Regions from separate parts of the Sus scrofa genome. Here region 1 is linked to region 2. The links are chromatin contacts, called in public promoter capture Hi-C maps. All regions are on one chromosome and are shown on one strand. The core of a region is the stretch at or near the end of the contact, and the rest is flanking DNA. Distances in the headings are between cores, read along the strand shown. Region 1 holds the start of SF3A2 (splicing factor 3A subunit 2). Region 2 holds the start of THOP1 (thimet oligopeptidase 1).

What was found. Promoter capture Hi-C pulls out the DNA fragments that hold promoters and counts their contacts.
Region 1: a promoter capture Hi-C map of liver shows a contact between it and region 2, with 5 times the contacts expected there. The contact joins the promoter of SF3A2 here to the promoter of THOP1 in region 2. A contact is called at or near these places in 2 of 5 promoter capture datasets (fetal liver and liver) and 1 of 2 datasets of contacts at active chromatin or transcription factors (alveolar macrophages).

The regions. Positions count from the first base shown.
Region 1 is chr2:76,403,373-76,406,811 of Sscrofa11.1, forward strand. It overlaps SF3A2 (splicing factor 3A subunit 2), which reads left to right and starts at 1,510. Exons shown (of 9, transcript XM_021084193.1): 1 at 1,510-1,996. It overlaps PLEKHJ1 (pleckstrin homology domain-containing family J member 1), which reads right to left and starts at 1,798. Exons shown (of 6, transcript XM_003123020.6): 1 at 1,242-1,798; 2 at 1,091-1,158; 3 at 865-931. The coding sequence starts at 1,335.
Region 2 is chr2:75,875,416-75,878,857 of Sscrofa11.1, forward strand. It overlaps THOP1 (thimet oligopeptidase 1), which reads right to left and starts at 2,015. Exons shown (of 13, transcript NM_214223.2): 1 at 1,887-2,015. The coding sequence starts at 1,902.

The sequences.
Region 1 (3,439 bases), core at 260-2,759, 530 kb after region 2:
CCTTCTGCCCCAACTTACTCCCACCTCTGCCCAACCCAGAACTGTCCTCTCCTCCAGCCCCAGCCTGGGCTCACTGCCTCCCACTAGCTGGCTTTGAGTTGAACTGTATCCCCCTCAAAATATATGTTCAAGTCTTAAAACGTTTAAGACGTTTTCTGGGACCGTGACTCTGTCTGGTTGTGGGGTCGCTGCGGTCCTAAGTAGCTAAGGTGAGGTCACACTGCAGAAGGGTGAGCCTCTAACCCACAGGTCTAGTGTTGTTATGGAAAGTGAAATCTGGACACAACCACCCTGAGAACAGTATCCTGTGAAAACGGAGACGAAGATGGGGTGACGCTTCTACAAGATAAGAAATGCCAAGGGTTGGAGTTTCTGTCACGACCCAGTGGAAAGGAATCCGACTAGGAACCATGAGGTTGTGGGTTCAATTCCTGGCCTCGCTCAGCAGGTTAAGGACCCGGCATTGCGGTGAATTGTGGTGTAGGTCACAGAGGCTTCTCAGATCTGTGGCGTAACCCAGCAGCTGTAGCTCCCATTCGATCCCTAGCCTGGGAACCTCCACATACCTGAGGTGCGGCCCTAAAAAGACAAAAAAAAAAAAAAAAAAAAAAAAACCAAAGCCAAAGACGCCCCAGAAGCTGAGAGAAGAGGCGTGAGACAGAGATGATTCTTCAGAAATACACAACTCTGCGCCCACTCTGATGTCAGACTTCTTGCCTCCCGCCCTCCTCGCTGCAAGCTCTGCCTGGGCCCCACGGGGAGGAGCCAGGGCGAGTGGGGCTGCTCGGGACAATGGACTTTGTCGGTAGAGATGCAAGAGGGGCCGGGGCGGGGCCGGGCAGCTTGGCCGCAGTTCGCACTCACTGATGGAGAAGCCGCTGGGCTCTTCCTGGGTGACTCTGCAGTGTTCCAGCAGCAGGGCTCCGACGGGCTGAGGGCAGATGGACGCGTAAGGGGCGGTGCGGGGAACCCTCCAGCCACCCAAGCCCGTCCCACGCCTCAGACCCCGGCCCCGCCCCCTGGCTCCGGTCCCCCCCCACGCCCTCGCCCCGACCCCCTACCCCCAACCCCGCCCTCCCCAGCGCCTAACCTCTGCCTCGTCCGTCCGGAAGTAGAAGAGGAAGTTGACCACCAGCTTCACCAGTCTCCGCTTCACCACTACGGGAACAAGGAAGGCTCGCGCGAGTTCGGTGGCTGCCCAGCCCCGCCTGCCGCCCGCTTGGGCGCCCCGGGCCGCTCACCGCTTCCTTTTTTCGGGCCCCTCATGCCCAGCTCAGCCGCCATCTCGGCCGGCTGCCGGGAGAGCGCCTGCAGCTCCTTCTCGTTAAAGCGCATGGCGCCGCCGGGACCCGGAACGCGGAACGAAAACCGCGCCTTACCGGCCGCCGTCCCCACTCGCGCCGTTGCCGGCGCCAAAAGAGTCCCACCGCACCGTTCCGGAAGCGCAGCCCGGGCAACTACGCCTGCGCGTTCTGCGGCCGCTCAGCCTGTCAATCACTGGTGCGTGTCAGTACAGTGCTGGGAGCCGCCTGGATAGAACGTGAACCCTCACGGGGCGCACGGGATAGTGAGCAAGGTGGACGGTTGCCATATACAACCATGCAATAAGGTGGCCCGCCACGACCCATGGCGCCCTTAACTGAAGCGACCTGGAGCATGCGAAGTGGAGGTGGGGCGAGACGCAACTCGCTATCCCGCGAGAGGTGGCCCCGCGAATTAGGCCCACCGAGAGAGGGTGGGGGCCGACGCGCACGCGCACTTCGGCTTCCGGCCCACACTCCCGGCTCGCCACTCACCTCCAGCATCCGGAACGTCTGCCCCGCGCCGCTAGGCGGGCTGGGCATGCGCACACGGAAGGCCCCGCCTCGCCTGCCCTCGGAAGTGCTTCCTTAGCCCTTGGCGCGCGTGCGCCTGTCGAAATTGTCGCGGCGGCTGTGGCGGCAGAATAGGCGGTTACGGTGGAGTCTGAATAGACTACGGCAGTGAGGCCGCGCAGGCGAGTCAGGAGCGGCGAGGGGCTAGGGCGGAGACCCCCGGGAGTTCCCTGGAGGGGAGAGGGCGAGGGGCGGTCGGCGGGGGCGCAGGCTGAGAGTGGGTGCCCGCTCCCCGCCCTCTCGGAGCTCGGGCCATAAATGCCGGTCCGGTAGGGCGGCAGCTCCCGAGGCGCTTTCCGTGTGCCCCGGCAGTCGCCCGTTGGTATGCTGGCCATGTGGTCTGGGAGTCACCTGGTTTCTGTAACGGGTGGGGGTGACGGCGAAACTCCTGGCACCGCACCCGAGGCCACCAGGGCCCGTTAGCCAGGCCCGTTTGGCAAGCGGTGCCACAAAGTTAAATGATTTCCCCACCTGTCACACTAGGTGCCCGATCGCTTCTTTTTTCTGTTCTTTTGTCAGCTCAGAACTACCAAGAGCAGCTTTGTAAATAACGTTATTCTTTTTGGCTGCGCCGGGTTTGAGGTTTCATTTCTATCTGCCACCCACCCTCTCCAACCTCGCCCTCCATATTCTGAATGTGGATATCGTGAGTTTTGTCAGATCGTGTTTTATTTTTTAGGGCTGAAAATAGTATTCGCTGTTCAGGCAAGCAATGTATTCAGCTGTATTGTTTTTCTTACGCTGTTTTTCCTATCGTCCTCCAAAGCTAATTAATTTCTTCTTTTCCTGTTAGCCTGATTTTCTTTGCCTGTTTTTTTTGTTTGTTTGTTTTGTTTTGCTTGTTTCTTTCTCAACGTGTCATTACTTCACACACTGATTAGTTGTGTTTTCCCACAGATTTAAACAAATGGATGGCTTTTTCTTTCTTTTTTTCTTTTTTTTTATGGCCGCACCTGCAGCACGTGGAAATTCCTGGGCCGGGGTCGAGTGGCAGCTGCAGCTGCAGCCTGTATGGCAGCTTGATGCAATGCCGGATCCTTAACCCATTGATTGAGGCCAGGGAGTGAACACAACCATCTTCACAGAGACAATGTTGGTCCTTAACACAATGGGAACTCCCACAGATGGATTTCTTTTTTCCTTTCTCCCATGGAAATTTCCCTCTTAAAGCTGGCCTAATCCTGCTTTTGGGACTGGAGCCCCCACTTTGCTTCTGAGTGGTTGTCCTAGAACCTTCTGTCCAGGTTACCCTGGTCTGGCTTTAGTTTTCAGTCTGACCATCTTTTTCGTTCCTTTTATCAGAGCATAAGGAGTAGTTTTTGAAGAGGTCAGCTCATTTATTTATTGTGAGTTCTCAGTTAACTGAAAATGGCTTTAATTTACCCCCACAGTCAGAAGTTTGGAAGTAGGAGTTCCCATCATGTCTCAGCTGAAACAAACCTGACTAGCATCCATGAGGATGCAGGTTCGATCCCTGGCCTCGCTCAGTGGGTTAAGTGTCTGGTGCTGTTGTGAGCTGTGGCATAGGTAGCAGATGTAGCTCAGATCTGGTGGTGCCCTGGCTG
Region 2 (3,442 bases), core at 765-3,264:
TGGCAGGCAGGAGAGGGGCAGGGCAACAGTGGTCCTGGAGTCCTGCTTTTGAGAACACTAAGGGTCTTTGCAAGGTGCTATTGGCTTGGGCCTGTGTATGGTGTCTCTCGGGTAGGTTTTTTGTTTTTTCTTTTTGGCCATCCAGAGGAATGTGGAGTTCCTGGGCCAGAGATCAGATCTGAGCCACAGCTATGATCTATACCGCAGTTGCTGCAACACTGAAGTTTTTTTTGTTTTGTTTTGTTTTGTCTTTTTGCCTTTTCTTGAGCCGCTCCTGCGGCATATGGAGGTTCCCAGGCCAGGGGTCCAATCGGAGCTGTAGCCACCGCTCTATGCCAGAGCCACAGCAACACAGGATCAGAGCTGCATCTACGACCCACACCACAGCTCACAGCAACACCAGATCCTTAACCCACTGAGCAAGGCCAGGGATTGAACCCACAACCTCATGGCTCCTAGTCAGGTACTGTTAACCACTGCACCATGACGGGAACTCCAACACTGGGTTCTTTAACCCACTGTGCCACCAGGGAACAAACCTGCATCCTGACACTGCAGAGATGCCACCAATCCTGTTGTACCACAGCAGATCATTCTCTGTTGGGGACCATTCTGGGCATGGTGGGGTATTGAACAGCATCCCCGGTCCCACCCACTGGAGGCCAGCCACCTCCGCCCCCAGATCACAATGATCAGAGATGTCACCGGATGTGGCCCAGTGTCCCGAGGGGACACAATCACCCCAGCTGAGGAACACTGATACATACCAAGTGGGGATAAAAAAGGCTCTTAAGCTGAGAGAGATTAGATTTTTTTAGCCAAATGACTGCTGCAAATTTAAGGGAAAATCTTTGCAGACTATTTTGGATTTTAGAACTGCAAAAAAGGAACTGTGGGTCTGCATTAAATTTGGTAGTAAAGAAGGGCTCCAGAAGCTCCAAAGAGGTGGGAAATATAGTGGAATTCTCAGGAAAATCTTCTGAAGGAGCTAGGATTTGAAACTTTGAGCACATTCATTTTACAAATATTTACTGATTATCACCAGTGTGCCAAGTCTCTGAGCTAACAATTCTGCAGCAAAAAAGGCAGACAACACTCCTGCCTTCCTGAGACCTGAAAAACCCTAATTATGATTATTATCTTTAATACAATTATTACCATCATCCCAATGGGCTGCAGAAAGACCTGAAGGAAGAGAGGTGGGCAAACCAAGTTCCATGAGGCACCACGCAACATCCTGGGCCATTTTCTAAAACAGAGTATACAGATTGCAAAGCTCCCATAAATGAAAACCATTCCCGGCAGTCCCCTTCTGTTCAACATAAGAGACCCCCAGCTGTGTTCTAGCCAAGATGACCTGTTGCTTTCCAAACGCGTTGCCCCTGTGCTTGCCTCCCCATCCTTGCCCTCGAGGTTCCCACCAACTGGGACGCTTCTCCCGCAGGACAACTGCTTCTCTCCACTGGGTCCAAGCTGAATCAAATGCCACTTCCTGCGAGAAGCCCTCCAGGACTGCCCTCCCTTAAAGATGTATGACCAGCCCCAGCACCAACCACCATCTAAAGTCCTTGCTTGATTTTGCTTCTTGAATGCTGGTCTCCGGCTTTGGAACTGTGTCTAGAACTCCCTCAAGTCCATCCCAGAGCCCGACCCGTCCCCAGCAGAAGAAACATGGAGTTTGCCGAATGAGTGAAGGCGCGCTGGAACACGGATTCATTCTGGGGCTCGCCGACCCCCTCCTCCGTTCGGGCCCGGATCACTTGAGGGTCACTGGGCTCCGCTCGTAGGCCCCAGTGGCGACCCCGGGGAGGAGGCAGGAGTGCGCACGAGTGCGCACCGGGCGCCCGGATCTGGTGAGCGGGGCCGCACCAAGGGGAAGCAGGTACCTGCTGGGGGCTTCATGGTGGGCGAATGTTCAGTGACGGCCCCTCCCTCCACCTGGTCCGCGTCGGAGCAGCGGTCAGCAGCCTCGGTCCTCTCTGCTGCCGCAGCTGTCCCGACTGAGGCGCCCGCCGCCCGCGCGCCCACCGGATGCTGGGAGAGCGTGTGTGCTGGATAGTAGGGCGCAAGCGCGCGCCCTAGCCCCACCTACATCGCGAGGCGGAGCGCAGGGGCGCAGACTTCCTCTGCGCGGTCGCTTGAACCACCCCCGTCCATCATTGGCTCTTAGTGGTGAGAGGGCGGAGCCTTCGGGAAGGCTAGCGGGGGAGGTGTTTCCAGGGGAACCCACCCCGCAGGCGCCTCGAATCTTTTCTGCGGCTCTTTGTGCCAGTCGTTCGTTTGGGCTTCTAGCTCCTGTATTAATTTGTCATTACCTCCTCCCAACCTTAATTGTGTATTTGGCTAGTTTTGCAAGTTTTTACCTTCACCTAAGGCGCTCCGTTAGTGGTCGCTTACGAAACCTCAGGCACTTATTCCATTACCAACATCCTGCTCATCTTCTAGCATCTAATGGTTAAAGGTCCTCCACATATACCAGCTGAATCCAGTTAGACAACCAAATTAAGAAGACATTTATTTAAAAAGCAGAAATGTAAGCAAGCATCATTGAGAAAGCTTCAGTAAACCGATGCAGAACTTCAAACAACAGGTGTGTTGGAACTGTGCCTTACCTGCATGTAGTATTGTCAGTTAAAAAAAAAAAACAAAAAACACCTTGAACCGTCTAAGGCACACAGAAAGAAAAACCTAAGAAAATTAAAACTGGTCCCTAAACCTACGTCTTTTATTTCTGCAAAATAAATGAAAATAACCCAGGGTGTTGAGTAAACCCAGGGTGTTGAGTACATGCATTTTAAGTTGAATAAAAATGAATTAGGAAAAAAAAAAATGAATTGGGAGAACACTCTGGCAACTTGAATGCTAATGGTGGTCATTTAATAGGGAATGTCTCATTACTGACCTTCGATTTCTTTCTCTCTTGAGCACATCCAGCGTAATCCTACGTTAGTCTTCATTTTTGCTGTTCCCTGTACCTGGAGTGTTTTCCCAGTTCTCCAAATCTACATGTGAAACAGAGGTCTTCCCTAACCAACCCAACAAATTTACCGCCCCAATCACAATCAGAACACCCCATTTTTTTCTACACAGTGCTTGCCATTAAGTAGAACTTGTTCATTTACGTATTAGTTTACCAGTTTATTGTCTGTGTACCCCAATACAAGGTAATGAAAGCAAAAGTTTTGCTGGTCTTTATAGTTTGTGTGTAATAAATACTTGTTTACTATTATGCACCTACTGTAAACAAATATCTTAGTATTCATTCTTATGGATTGAATGAATGAAATAACGAACTCGCGGATGTTTGGGTGGGTGAATATATGAATAAATACAGTGAGAGGGTAACAGTCGCCCCCACTCAAAGACCGCCTGTGATCCTCTGGGCGCCAGATACCCAAAAGCAGCAGGTGCACCACGTGGCGGACACGGTGCCACGTGACGG